Regions from separate parts of the Drosophila melanogaster genome. Here region 1 is linked to region 2. A link is a contact called in public Hi-C data. All regions are on one chromosome and are shown on one strand. The core of a region is the stretch at or near the end of the contact, and the rest is flanking DNA. Distances in the headings are between cores, read along the strand shown. Region 1 holds the start of CG9609. Region 2 holds the start of Nup153 (Nucleoporin 153kD).

Evidence for each region. Hi-C and Micro-C count contacts between places; a contact is called where the count stands out from the background.
Region 1: a contact with region 2 is called in a Hi-C map of the Kc167 cell line, with 2.6 times the contacts expected there. The contact joins the promoter of CG9609 here to the promoter of Nup153 in region 2. A contact is called at or near these places in 28 of 107 Hi-C or Micro-C datasets (the Kc167 cell line, the ML-DmBG3-c2 cell line, the OSC cell line and 8 more) and 1 of 6 datasets of contacts at active chromatin or transcription factors (the Kc167 cell line).

What each region holds. Positions count from the first base shown.
Region 1 is chrX:16,785,303-16,791,508 of dm6, reverse strand. It overlaps CG9609, which reads left to right and starts at 4,501. Exons shown (of 2, transcript NM_132933.3): 1 at 4,501-4,944; 2 at 5,005-6,206. The coding sequence starts at 4,759. The coding sequence ends at 6,030. Sap30 (SIN3-associated polypeptide 30) reads right to left here and starts at 4,226. Exons shown (of 3, transcript NM_001298423.1): 1 at 3,969-4,226; 2 at 3,167-3,824; 3 at 1,865-2,942. The coding sequence starts at 3,559. The coding sequence ends at 2,814. Rrp45 (Rrp45,) reads left to right here and starts at 243. Exons shown (of 3, transcript NM_001298424.1): 1 at 243-835; 2 at 996-1,736; 3 at 1,792-2,104. The coding sequence starts at 379. The coding sequence ends at 1,832.
Region 2 is chrX:16,595,811-16,602,175 of dm6, reverse strand. It overlaps Nup153 (Nucleoporin 153kD), which reads right to left and starts at 2,935. Exons shown (of 8, transcript NM_132908.5): 1 at 2,537-2,935; 2 at 1,863-2,452; 3 at 1,281-1,796; 4 at 978-1,222; 5 at 1-800. The coding sequence starts at 2,021. CG9784 reads left to right here and starts at 3,680. Exons shown (of 1, transcript NM_132907.3): 1 at 3,680-6,365. The coding sequence starts at 3,934. The coding sequence ends at 5,460. Ubc7 (Ubiquitin conjugating enzyme 7) reads right to left here. Exons shown (of 4, transcript NM_001298405.1): 4 at 6,309-6,365.

The sequences.
Region 1 (6,206 bases), core at 3,252-5,751, 190 kb before region 2:
AGTTATTGCCTAAGTTGTATGCCAAATAAGCTGTATAGGCATTTGAATAATTATTTTTTAGATAGCCAACGACCTAAAAAAAAATATTTATTTGTGCAAAATTTAAACTCTAGTTTAAATATACCTAAATGTTTATGGCGCTAAAAGCCACCTTGTAGTGCACCATAAAATCGTCTTCTTATTACACATAACTAAAAAAATGTCTAAATATTTATTATGCGTTTTAATGGTTCCAGTTCCGTGGAACCAGTTCCGGATCAGCATGTATGTGGATCGCAGTGGCAACGCCGCGCTCTGCACGTTTTTAAAAGCCGGCCAAATTCAGTCCCAAACGAATTCAAAACAAATCGAAAGGATCCTTCCCAGCGAATACCCAGGATGTTCCATAACTCAAATTTTTTCGAGCCGGGCAAATCGAAGCCAGAGCGAAGCTTCGTCCAATTGGCGGTGAAGCAAAACCAACGCCTCGATGGGCGGCGCTCCAACGAGTCCCGCGATGTGGAGCTGACCTTCGGCAAGGATTGGGGCTCCGTGGCGGTGTCCATGGGCGATACGAAGGTACTGGCCCAAGTGACCTGCGAAATGGGACCGCCGGCCTTGTCGCGGCCCAACGAAGGCAAAATCCACCTGAACGTATATCTTGGCGGTGTTGCTTTTCTGGACGAGGCGCATACCACACATGACCAGCGATCGCTAAAACTGAACTCCCTGCTCGAGAGGACCTTCCGCAGCTCTAGAAGCATCGATCTGGAATCTCTGTGCGTGGCCGTCGAGAAGCATGTGTGGTGCATCCGTGTCAACGTCAATGTGCTCAATCACGACGGGAATCTGTATGGTAAAAGCACCAATCTCAAGATGAAAAGCGTGATTACCTCACAAATGATCAAAAGCTATCAGTTGGAGCCATACTTTGGCCATACTTTCATTTTTAAAGAATAATCTTCATATTAGTTTTATATTTTTATATATCTATATATCTCAATTCTTTCTTATAGACGCCAGCACCATAGCCACTTTGGCTGCATTGATGCACTTCCGTCGACCGGATGTCTGGTATAAGGACGGCGAACTGCGCATCTTTAAGAAAAAGGAGCGCGAATTCATTCCACTGCTTTTCCACCACTATCCCGTCAGTGTAACCTACTGTGTTTACAAGAGCAGTGTGCAACCAATACTGGATCCTACGCTGCTGGAGGAGAACGCCGCCGATTCGGTAATTGTCCTGAGCTTTAACTCCTTCCAGGAGCTGTGCAGCCTGACTGCCGGAGGCACTGCACCCACAAATGCCCGCATCATCATGCAGTGTGCCCGCAATGCGGCGGTTCGTTGCAAGTCTCTGTTGAATTTCGTACGCAAAGCTTTGGCGCTGGACGAAGAGTGTCGATCGCAGGGCGATCAATCGGTCGATGGGCTGGTGGCACTGATTTTAAATACGGAGCACAAGTTGAGCTACAACAAACTGATGGGCAGACAGAAACAGGAGCAGCAACCTCCGCCAAGCGAGAAAATGCAGTTGGATAATAACGAGAGCAGTGAGACGCCTGTGGCCAACGAAGAGCCGTCCAAAGAGGAAAGTGCTGGCGCACCGATGGACACCAGCGACTGGCTGCCACACGATGAGGACTCCCAGGAACTGCCCATGCGCTCGGAAGCAAGCCCATCGAAGGCAGGCCTTAAAGGCAAACAAAGTCGCGGCAAATACAAGGCGAACAAAAAGACACCGCCGAGGAAGCAAAGTAAGTTGGCAATCATGGCTGGAGTCCCATTAATAACGCATTGATTCTTCTCCAGATCACAGCGACTCCGAGGAGGAAGCCAAGCGATACATCTAGCCGTTGTGATAGTCGTGTAGTTAAGAGAAAATGCTTTCTATTAAGTTTTATTTAGGCTTATATGTATGGCTAAAATCAGTCTAGGCTTTAACATAAATCGTTTAATGCGTAATTCCAATTGATTTGTGGAACCGATGTTCGTCTAAGTTAGGCTTAAACTAGAGCTCTAAATATATCTCCAAACCGCCGGGGCAAACGACACGATGTTTTAGTTTAAATATTGCAAATTATTTCGTTCGTTATTTCTCTGTTTGTAGCGATAATTGGTATTGGCTTCCGGATTCAATTTGCTTTCACATTGAAGTCTAATTGTGTTTTGATTCGCTTAAAGTATCTGGTTACTACTAACTGATGTCTAGCCAGAGCCCCACTTCACTTAACATGATGTATAATACAAACGATCAAATAAACATGTCTTTAAGCCTAAGAATACGAATTGCTATTTGATTGAGTGTGTTGTGTTTTCTGTTAATTCTCTTGTAAATTTACATAGTTTATTTAATGTAGTGCGTGTATAAAGAGCTATTAACAACGGACCAAGGCTACAAATAGTTTTTGTAAATTTCTTTTTTAATATTAGACTCACTTTCGCAACATACTAGTTTATTTATTTTTAATTTTTGTTTGTTTTGTTTTTCGTGGGAGCACCAGTTGCCTTCTTCCTTACGTTCTTTCATTGCTGTTTTACTTTTCGCATATTACTTGTGTTCCGGGGAGTCGGGGGAAAGGCTTAAGGGTTTGGGCAGTGGTGGCTTATGGGTATAGGATTGGGTTTCTTGGGGGTCACACGGATGAGGATGAGCCATTGCACTATCAATATTCTCGTTCATCCCTATTCTGGTCAACAATGCCGACGTCCAGCAAATGCAGCAACAATGTGAGAAGTTTGGTTGTTAATTTCTTTTGATCGGCAGTTGGCCAGCGTTAAAAGGAGTAGACGTCGTCGGCGTCCTCCTCCTCCCTCCGCCCGCCGACGCGCCTTCAGGTGGTGTCGTTGCCAAGGCCGTTCTTCTGGTCCAGCTTATTCGAGCCCATCTTCACCATGTACACGAAGAATGTGATGATCTCCTTCTCCTTGATGGGTATTGTCTTGAAGTGTTTCATAATTGTCTGCGGGAGAAGAGTAGAGGTTTGCAACTTGATTAAAACAGGGTTTAGAAAACCTTATAAAGGGCATGGCACATTTTTCTGCCTTTTCTTTAGAGTGGAGGCTACTACAAGAGGGCCAACTATGGAGCATCACGGAGCACATTAGACCAGCGTGTTACCCCACTGAAATCCGGCAACAGAAAGTGGACATAGCCTGCTCAATTCGTTAACTAGGTCAAACTTACATCCGCCAGCTGCGCCCGCTTCATGCCCTGCCTCGTTTGGACCTTGAAGTGGCGCTTGTAGCGTCGCAGCGTGCTCACGCCCAGCTGGTAGAGATCGGGGAACTCGTGCAGGTCCGTGTCCGTCTCGTTGCTGTCGTCCTCGCTGTCCTTGCGCCGACGCTTGGTGCGCACCGACTGGATGCGCTCCTTGTGGTGGTCACAGATGTAAATGTGCTGCGCGGCCGGATCGCTGCTGAGCTTGAGCCGCTTTTGGGCCACCGTCTTCTGGATGCGCTTGGAGTAGCTGGCGTAGCCAGCCTGGTTGCGACACCGCTCCATGTCGTCGATTAGGCAGCACGTTTGGTCCGTGTGCCCGCGACTGTCCTCCTCGCCGGTGCTGAATCCGTTGTTCATCCTGTTCCCGATCCTGGCCGATTGCTTTCGAGTTCCTATCCAATCCCCCTTCCTGCTCTGCTTGCTGCTTCTCTGATTTTCTCCGTTTCGCTCCTTTGTCTCCTCTTTCGTCTTTCTCACTTTCGACTATTGCTTTGCTTTGTTTCTCTTTGCAAGAAAAAAATTTTCTTTCGACAGCGCGATGTGACCAAACTGGGAAATGGGGAAATTCCTCCGCAGCTGGCAAGAGCGGACAATTTGAAACTGTTTGCAGTTTCTCAAATATCTTAAATATCAAGTGCATTTTTTTCCAGATTATCGATCAATATTTTTTAATTGGTATTAATAATCGCACAAAATATTAATTAAATAAATATTAGTTAATTTCAGTACTTAAATTTAAAAATACCGTGTACCAAAATATAGTTACCTTTTCCAGCATTGATTCCAATTCCGATAGGTACCGCACACCGGTACGATAGTTGAGCCAATTACCGTTTTTGTCATCACTAGCTCACGTTAGTGCAATGAAATTTGAATTTCCTTTTTCTCAGGCGTATCTGACTGCTTGTCTATATAGAATATTATTATACTCGTCTTCAGACCAATTCTTGATTGTAGTTTCTGAGACGGGGGACTAACAAGCATATATTTGTTAAATGCATCGACGCAAGGAATTTTCACCGTAGTGAGTTGGAGAATTAAACAGAATCATTCAAAAAGACTGGGAAAAGGAATACGCAGAATTTTCTGCAAATAAACAACGGGGTTACTGCAAACTTTTCCCAGGCACATTAAAAAAAATCTTAGCTATAACGTATGTGACAATTATATTTTGAATAAATGAATAATAATGTGACCAATGTAACGTTTTCGATAACGTATCGTACATCTTATTCAGTTGTTGCAGTACAACACTGCTAGGCAGCAATTTCCAGCCCTGGAAAAATACCAAAAAATCTACCATCTCTCCAAAAACGAAATCATAAACGCTTACCAGGGACATCATCGATTTTCTACACCAAATTAAAAGAAACCTATAAGTTATAGATTTGCTACACCAAATTGAAATAAAATCAATCTCTTCAACCTTAAGTCCTTGGCTATTTCCACGTACACGAGTGTGGCCAAATAATTCCACGACATTTGCGGATGTCGCGGTAACCTAAAACACAAAAAAAAAAGAGATTGCAATATTTCGGAGATAAAAACCCTCAAAAATGCCGCCTGGAACGCAAATTGCCAGCGACAGCGATATGGAGACCGCTCTGGAGGAGTTCAAGCAGCGCCAGGGACGCCGCAACAGCATCGGCTCGGCCAAGTACGCGTGCAGCATGCCCAAATGCGAGGCCACATTCAAGCGGCTGGACCAATTGGATCGCCATGAGTATCATCACACAGGGATTGTGAGTATAGTTAGAGTATGTTAAGTGTAAGCCAGTAGTAACGCCGCCACCACTTTGCAGAAGAAGCACGCCTGCTCGTACGAGGGTTGCGACAAGACGTACTCGATTGTGACGCACTTAAAGAGGCATCTGCGCAGCACCCACGAGCGTCCGGAGTCGGCGGCCAAGAAGACGGTGAAGTGCGCGCTGGAGGAGTGCAGCAAGATGTTCATCTCGGTTAGCAACATGACCCGCCACATGCGCGAAACCCACGAGAGCCCAAAGGTCTATCCGTGCAGCCAGTGCAGTGCCAAATTCTCGCAAAAGCTCAAGCTGAAGCGCCACGAGATCAGGGAGCACACGCTGGAGTATCCGTACAGCTGCTCGAAGTGCTCGCGCGGCTTCTACCAGCAGTGGCAGTGCCAGAGTCACGAGCCCAGCTGCAAGCTGTACGAGTGTCCCGGCTGCCCGCTGCAGTTCGACAAATGGACGTTGTATACGAAGCATTGTCGCGACTCGTTGCACGGCAAGAATCGCCATAAGTGCGACCGCTGCGATAGTGCCTTCGACAAGCCGAGCGAACTGAAGCGTCACCTCGAGGTGAAGCACAAGGAGGCGGCGCAGACGGATGAGTGCGCCACCTCCTTCACCTGCAACGAGGAGGGATGCGGCAAGAGTTACTCGTACCTCAGGAATCTACGCCAGCACATGCTCACCGCCCACTCGGGCAGGCGTTTCGAGTGCCAGGCCTTGGACTGCGGCCGCTGTTTCAGCAGTGCGCAGAATCTGGCGAGACATCTGCTCAGGGATCACAAAGATGGTGCGACGAAAAAGGAATTGAAAGCCAAGAAGAAGGACAAGAGTAAGACTGGAGAAGGGGGCAAAACTAAGTCCACATCCCGCAAGCGACGACGCGATGCTGGACGCAGCAAACATTCGAGGCTATCCAAACTGGCCTGCCTGCAATTGGACAAGGAAGATGATGAGGCGGTGCGCGAGCGACAGCCTTTGGTCCTCGAAAAGATCACCCAGTCGCTGAAGGATGACCCCGTCGAGGAGCTGCTGGCACAGACCCTGCAGGATGAAGAGGAAAAGGAGCAGGAGTAGAGCAAAAGGCCATTCAAAGGGACGGGAGTGAGAAGGTCTGGTCAAGAGGCTAACAATTGAATGACTACTTTAATTTAAACCACAACTTCTAAAAGAGAAACAACTAATTTATCAGTAAATACTTAGGATTTGCGTTCAGAAACATCCGAAATTGCATTAATTTGCATAAATTAGTA
Region 2 (6,365 bases), core at 1,686-4,185:
TCATACCGTATCCAATACCACCAGTCATGGAAGCATGCAGCTGATGCGCCGGTGAGCTGCCGGCAGAATTGAGTCCCAACATTGAGGATGCGGCGGATGAGCTAAGATTGCTGCGACTGAAGAGGCGATTGTTGCCGGAATTGCCCCCGAAGGTGGTGCGTCCCTGGTAAAAGGGCGAGCTAGAGGCAGATGCAGAGCCTGAGTTAGAGGCACTGCCACTAAGCAGACGACTGTCGCTCAGTGCCGACGTACTGCCGTATATGGACGCATTGAAGCGACGTCGTTGGGTAAGGGAATTCAGCGACCACGTAGAATTCCGATGCGATTGCTGTGCGGCGGTGTTGCTTCTGTTAAATATTGACTTGGAGCTCTGCAGATTTCCGTAAAATTCTAAATTGCTGTTGCTGTTGTAATGCGACGGACGAAGTCCGTCGTGCCCTTCACCATTGTCGTGGTATTCGTTCATATCGCTCTCGGACTGCGAATCACCGCAACCTCCTGCGGCCGCAGACAGTTCACTTCGTCTTGTTTTTGTCTCAATGACATTGTTGTTGTTATTATTATTATTATTATTGTTGCTAGTATTGTTGTTGGTCCTGCTTATTCTCAGCAAATGATTGAGATGTTCTTCCGAACTCATGGCCGGGCCAGTCCCCGTCTCATCCATGGTAAGATCGCGTCGATGGGTTTGCTTGCCTATGAGCGATGGTCGCTTGTGGTTAGGAAGGCTGGATAGGCTGTTGTTGTAGCTGGTAGCGGTGCTGCTGCCTCCGAAAGGTATGTTCAGTGAACGGCGGATGCTAAAATGATTTAAATGATTGCCTTATAATTTTCACTAAGGTTTTCTTCTTTTTCGTCTTGGCAATAGCCTGGCTATGCAACGCCCAAATTTGAGTTTGTTTGAAACGAGCTCTAAGGTAGTTATCTTTTTGAATTCCATATTAACACTTTTAGTAAGCATGACTGCAGTAACATACCTGTGTGGCAGATCCCCGGTGCTTCCCTCGGCAGCTTCGTTGCCCGTGAAAAAGTTGTACGCGGGTTCGCGCTGCCGTTGACTACCATACAAATTGAGGTGATTGCGCCGATGTGGCGCAATGTGGCTGACGCCCTTGTACATCTGGGAGCTGGAGGAGCTGGTGGCAGCCGCGAGCGGAGCAGCAGGCGTGGATGACAAAAGGGGCAGACGACGCATGTTCGGCAAATTGACGGGGGTCTCCAGCTGAAAGGGATTCAAGATTAGTTGGGAAATGTAGACAGGATTGAAGATGTGATCTTACCTCCAGGCGTCGACGCTTGGTCTGCACGGCGGCGGACTGTTGGAGATTCTCCTGCTCTTCATCGTCATCCTCCTCATCGCCATCCTCGTCGTCCTCTTCCAGTTCATCCTCCTCGGCCTCATCCTCGTCACCGCCGGCAGCTGCAACAGCCCCGGCTCGCTTGCGCAGCAGGAACACATTGTACTCGCTCCGCCGCGTCTGTTCATCCTCGGCGGCCAGGTCGTGTTCGGCTATGTTGTCGGCCAGGGCCACCTCCTCATAGTTGAGGCCTTTGGCATCGGAGCCGTCATCAAGATCATCGGCTGCATCGGCATCCACTTCGGCTAGCATTATCCGACGGCGTCCTCGTTTCCGCTTGGTAGTGAGGCGTCCATTGGACTGGCGTGGCTGTGACTGGCGGAGATTAGCTGGGGAGGATAAGGCATCGTTCCCATCTTTGGACGACGGCGAAAACCAACCGCTCAAGGAGGCGGGCAGAATGCTGGACACGCGCATCTTCATCTTCCCCATGATGGACTGCAATTGCAATTGCACGGAAGTTGGATATTTGATGGGAACCAAGTTATCGTCGACTGTACTTACGTTGTTGCTGTCAGACTCCCGTAGGGCTCCCGCCGAGGATTCATCCTCTTCCTCCTCCTCCTCCTCGCTTTCTTCAGGCAGCTCCTTGAGCGGCGTCAGCGGATGCTTTTTGGCCAATTCGGCTTGCGAGGATTCCCTTTGCTCCTGTGCATCCTCCATTATGCCGCTTTAGATTCAGACTCACCTTTTTAGCCGGCGAAGCAACGGCACAAAAGAGAGATGCAAAAAAAACGCGAAAAAGAAGCGTTGCCGCACACACAACAAAAAACGTAAGTAAAAAAAAAAACCAAAAAAAAAGCACACACTGTTGCAATTCCTGCGAGCTAGTTTGTATGTGTAGGTGCGGATAATGTTCGCTCACTCGCTTCGTTCTCACTCTCTATCCTGCCTTCTCTCTCTGTCTGTGCGTGTGCAAAGGTGTGAGTGCGCTTACGCACGCCGTCGTGGTTTTTTTTGTTCGCGTTTCGCCGAGGTTTTACACACGCCGCGATATTTTTAAATAATATTCTGTTTGGCGCCACAAACTGGTCGCGTTTGATCAGGATTTGACTTCTTGGCCACCAATGAAGAGCAAATTCTGGGCACAAGCACTGCAAAATTAGAGGCGGGAAAAAGGATTGAATACCGAATTCGGGCGAAGCGCTCGAGGTTCTTGCTTTTGGCTTTGCCCTTACCGCTTTCCAGCATGCCGCCCGTTTTCTTCAATATTTGTTTTACTTTTGCCGGATAGATTTGATATATATTTGATATATTTTCACCTTCCTTTTGTCTTTGTGCTTCTTCCACTTCTTCCGCACACACTGCTTTCGCAATTCTTCGTTCCTCTTCTTCACGCTCTGCTCACACACACACGCGCGCAGCGATTCGGTACGAATTTTGGCGTTTTACCGCCGCGAAATCCACACTTTTAATTGCAATTTAACATTTGCCGCTGGTCGCATTCAGGTTTTCCATTGTTGCACGAGAACACGCACCACCGATTTGCAAGAAACAGAATTTCAAAAGAGCACGATTTGATTGGGGAAAAAACGCGTGTGTGGCCACAAAGTAGAGCTGGAACCAAAATCGATGTTTGTCAGATACTATCGGCGTGTCGGGCAGCGTGTGCTAATCGATACGTTGCCTGCAGCTATCGGTTACATGCACGTTTACGGTTTGGAAGTCTGTAATTATTAAATATTTTTAATTGGTGATGAACTGCCATACGGGCTTATTACTCAAGAACCGCTTCAAGTGCGACTTATAACATATGTAACCATTTGCTTGTGTTGTCATTTGAATACTAAGCATTTGCATTGACTAAAAGGAATTCTCGTTTGTATCTTTAAGTTGGAGTGAGGTATTTGTTTAGGTTTTTACTTGGCTGTGTGATAATGCAAAAGTTTAAATACTGTACTAATGTTAATCGATAGTTGTCCTAAAAAGAATTTCCAGCGAGTTAAAATTCAGCGAGTGCTAGAGTGACCACAGATTCTGCATTAGAAATAAAGCAAATATAATAAACGAACATAATATGAGCGCCAAATATAAAAGCCCTTATTAAGGTGCAAATATGACAAAGAAATTATACAGTATAAATGTTAAATAAATCTTAAAAAATGGGTTATAGGGGAAACCATATTGTTTTGGTTCAATTTTAGCAAGCCATTTTAAAACAACTTGAATTTACTACTAGATGAATCAAATATGTTACCTCTTAACGTCTAAGAAATTTACATTTTTAGGGCTGGAAAATAAATACCGCTAGTCGATATCGTCATCTTCTCAGTTTTGCCATCCCTAGTTGTTGTTATTGTGTTCGTCGTGTTGTTGTAGCACAGTTGTTGTTGTTGCTGCTGCTGGGCAAACAAGTGTTAAAAACTATTTGTGCTGCAATATTTTCAGCAATTACCGACCGCCCTCGCCGCTGTTCACCACCCAACTTAACCAGCAACCCAGATTGGAGCAACAAAATCCACAAAGGCATAAAGAATCGACTTACACAATAAAACCTTAATCGGTTGGGTAAACAACTTGATTGCTGTGAGCAGCCAGTTGGGTTAATCTCTTCGATTTGTCAAGTCCAGCAACAATGAGCCAAACGGAGGCTAGCAAGACACCCAAGATTCCGGACTCGGAGCCGGACGGATCGAAGGGCAAAGGGAAGCAACAGCTGGAAACTTACCGGGTATATGTGGTCACCTGGAATGTGGGCAGTCGATTTCCGGATAACATATCCCTCCGCCATCTGCTGGGACTGCAGGATGTGACGGTGGATAAGGACACGAAGGAGACTAATGCCCACTTGCCGGACATCTATGCGTTGGGGCTCCAGGAGGTCAATGCCCAGCCGCAGCAACAGGTGTTGGGACTGTTCAAGGAGGATCCGTGGACGCACAAGGCTAAGGAACTGCTACGCAACTACGACTATGTGGCCGTAAAGACCGAGCAGATGCAGGGGCTGCTGCTCAGCATGTTCGTGAGGCGGCAGCACGTTGAGCACTTGCAGGACATCGAGGCGGAGTTCACGAGGACCGGTTTCGGTGGCATTTGGGGCAACAAGGGCGCCGTCAGTGTCAGGTTCACCCTTTACGGCTGCGGACTGGCCTTTGTGGTGGCCCATCTGACTGCCCATGACCATATGATGGACGAGCGCATCGAGGACTACAAGCAGATACTGGAGAACCATCACTACCACGTCAAGCGGTATAGGGAGATCTACGATCACGACTATGTCTTCTGGTTTGGCGATCTGAACTTCCGACTGCAGGGCAGCGATTCCTCGACGGAAGTGCGCGAGTTGGTACGCGATGAGTCCCAGCACGAGGCCCTTATCCAGCGGGATCAATTGTATCAAGTTCGCGAGAAGTCGCAGCTGGCCTTTCAGGTTCTGCAGGAGCGACTGCCCGCCTTTCCGCCCACCTTCAAGTTCCGCGAGGGCACCTCCGAGTACGACCTGAAGCGGCGGCCAGCCTGGACGGATCGGATAATGTACGCCGTGCAGCCACTGAACCGGCAGCCCGGCATGCAGCTATCCATTGAGCAATGCTCGTATAAGTCCCATCCCCTGTACACCATCAGTGATCACAAGCCGGTGACCAGTGACTTTACCATCAAGCTCTACCCGAATGTACGGGCGCCCGGCGTGGTGTTCTCGCCTCTGTCGCTCTGGAAGATTGGGGACGAGAACACGGTGGAGTATCACAAGCAGGCAGAGTTCGACGAGGGGTCCAACGACTGGATTGGCATCTTTCCGTCGGAGTACGCCAGTTTGGCGGATTACGTAGCCTACGAGTATGTCAATCAGGCTGAGTCGCCCTCATCCTCGGACTCCAATCACCAACCGGATCCGTTTGAGACGCCCTCGCATCATCGAAGGGGTCGGCATCATCACAGGAATCGCCAGCGACAGCGTCGCCATCAGGAGGCTAATGCCCAAGAGTTGGTGCGGCTAGATTTCGCCGACGATGTGGAACTGCGTCACGGCGAGCAATACCTGTTGATATATTTCCGCAGCACCGGAGTCCGGGGCGTGACCAGTTTGGCCGGCGTCAGTGGTGTCTTTGTGGCGGAGAAGCGGCACGGCTCGCCCCATCGGACGGAGTACCATGTTGACTAGCTAGCCGAGGCTCTGGATATCTTTATTCTTTAGTCTCTGTTTCCATAACCGCCGTGTTGATCTAATTTTATTGACCTCATGTGACCGTGTTAAGTTTGCTTGTTAGCTGTTGACTCAGCGCCTCCTCTCCTCTCCCCCCCTCCAAAATACGTTAATACATACATATGTAATTATACATAATTATCGAACCAATAATATTTGTGTTTACTACCAATTCCACCTATTCCCGCCCTGAATGAATCCCGCTTTTTCGTTTGCATACATATGTTCTATTTGCTCTGCTGTCATTTTGTTATTTTTATTTGTACGGTGTCATGGCACTAGATATTTGTATTTAACCGGTTTGTCAAAAGGTTAATTACGCCACATTCACTGTCACACATCTACACTATGACACACCCTGTTGCCAGTAACAGGCAAAAACTTATTGATGAGAGCCAGGTGAGAGCTCTAAGCCAAAATGGGCAGAAACCGGAGTCTGAAAAGTGATATTTTTGAATGCCTCTCAAGTGAAATATATAGAGAAAAGGTATTATATTGAATAGAGTAGCAAAGTATGAATATAATTTTATCTTCATTTAACTACTATTTAATGTAGGCAAATTGTATTTAATTTTTTGAATAACAAAAAAGAGAAAAGTGAACTTTTTAACCATGATTCTAAACCAACCAGCTCAACTTACGAAAGATTTTTAATGTTTTAAACAAAAAGAAAAGGTTTTTCTCCGGAAACGTAGACTTTTATAAAGCGGCATGCGATGTTTTTTCCATTATCTGATTGGTATATAATCTATAAAATTTATATAAGGATAGTTTAGATAAGAACTGCACCTTAACGATAGCTGCAACCCAAGTAGACCACCAAGCAGAAAATTCAAGCAATCTGCATTGACTTCCCCCACCCA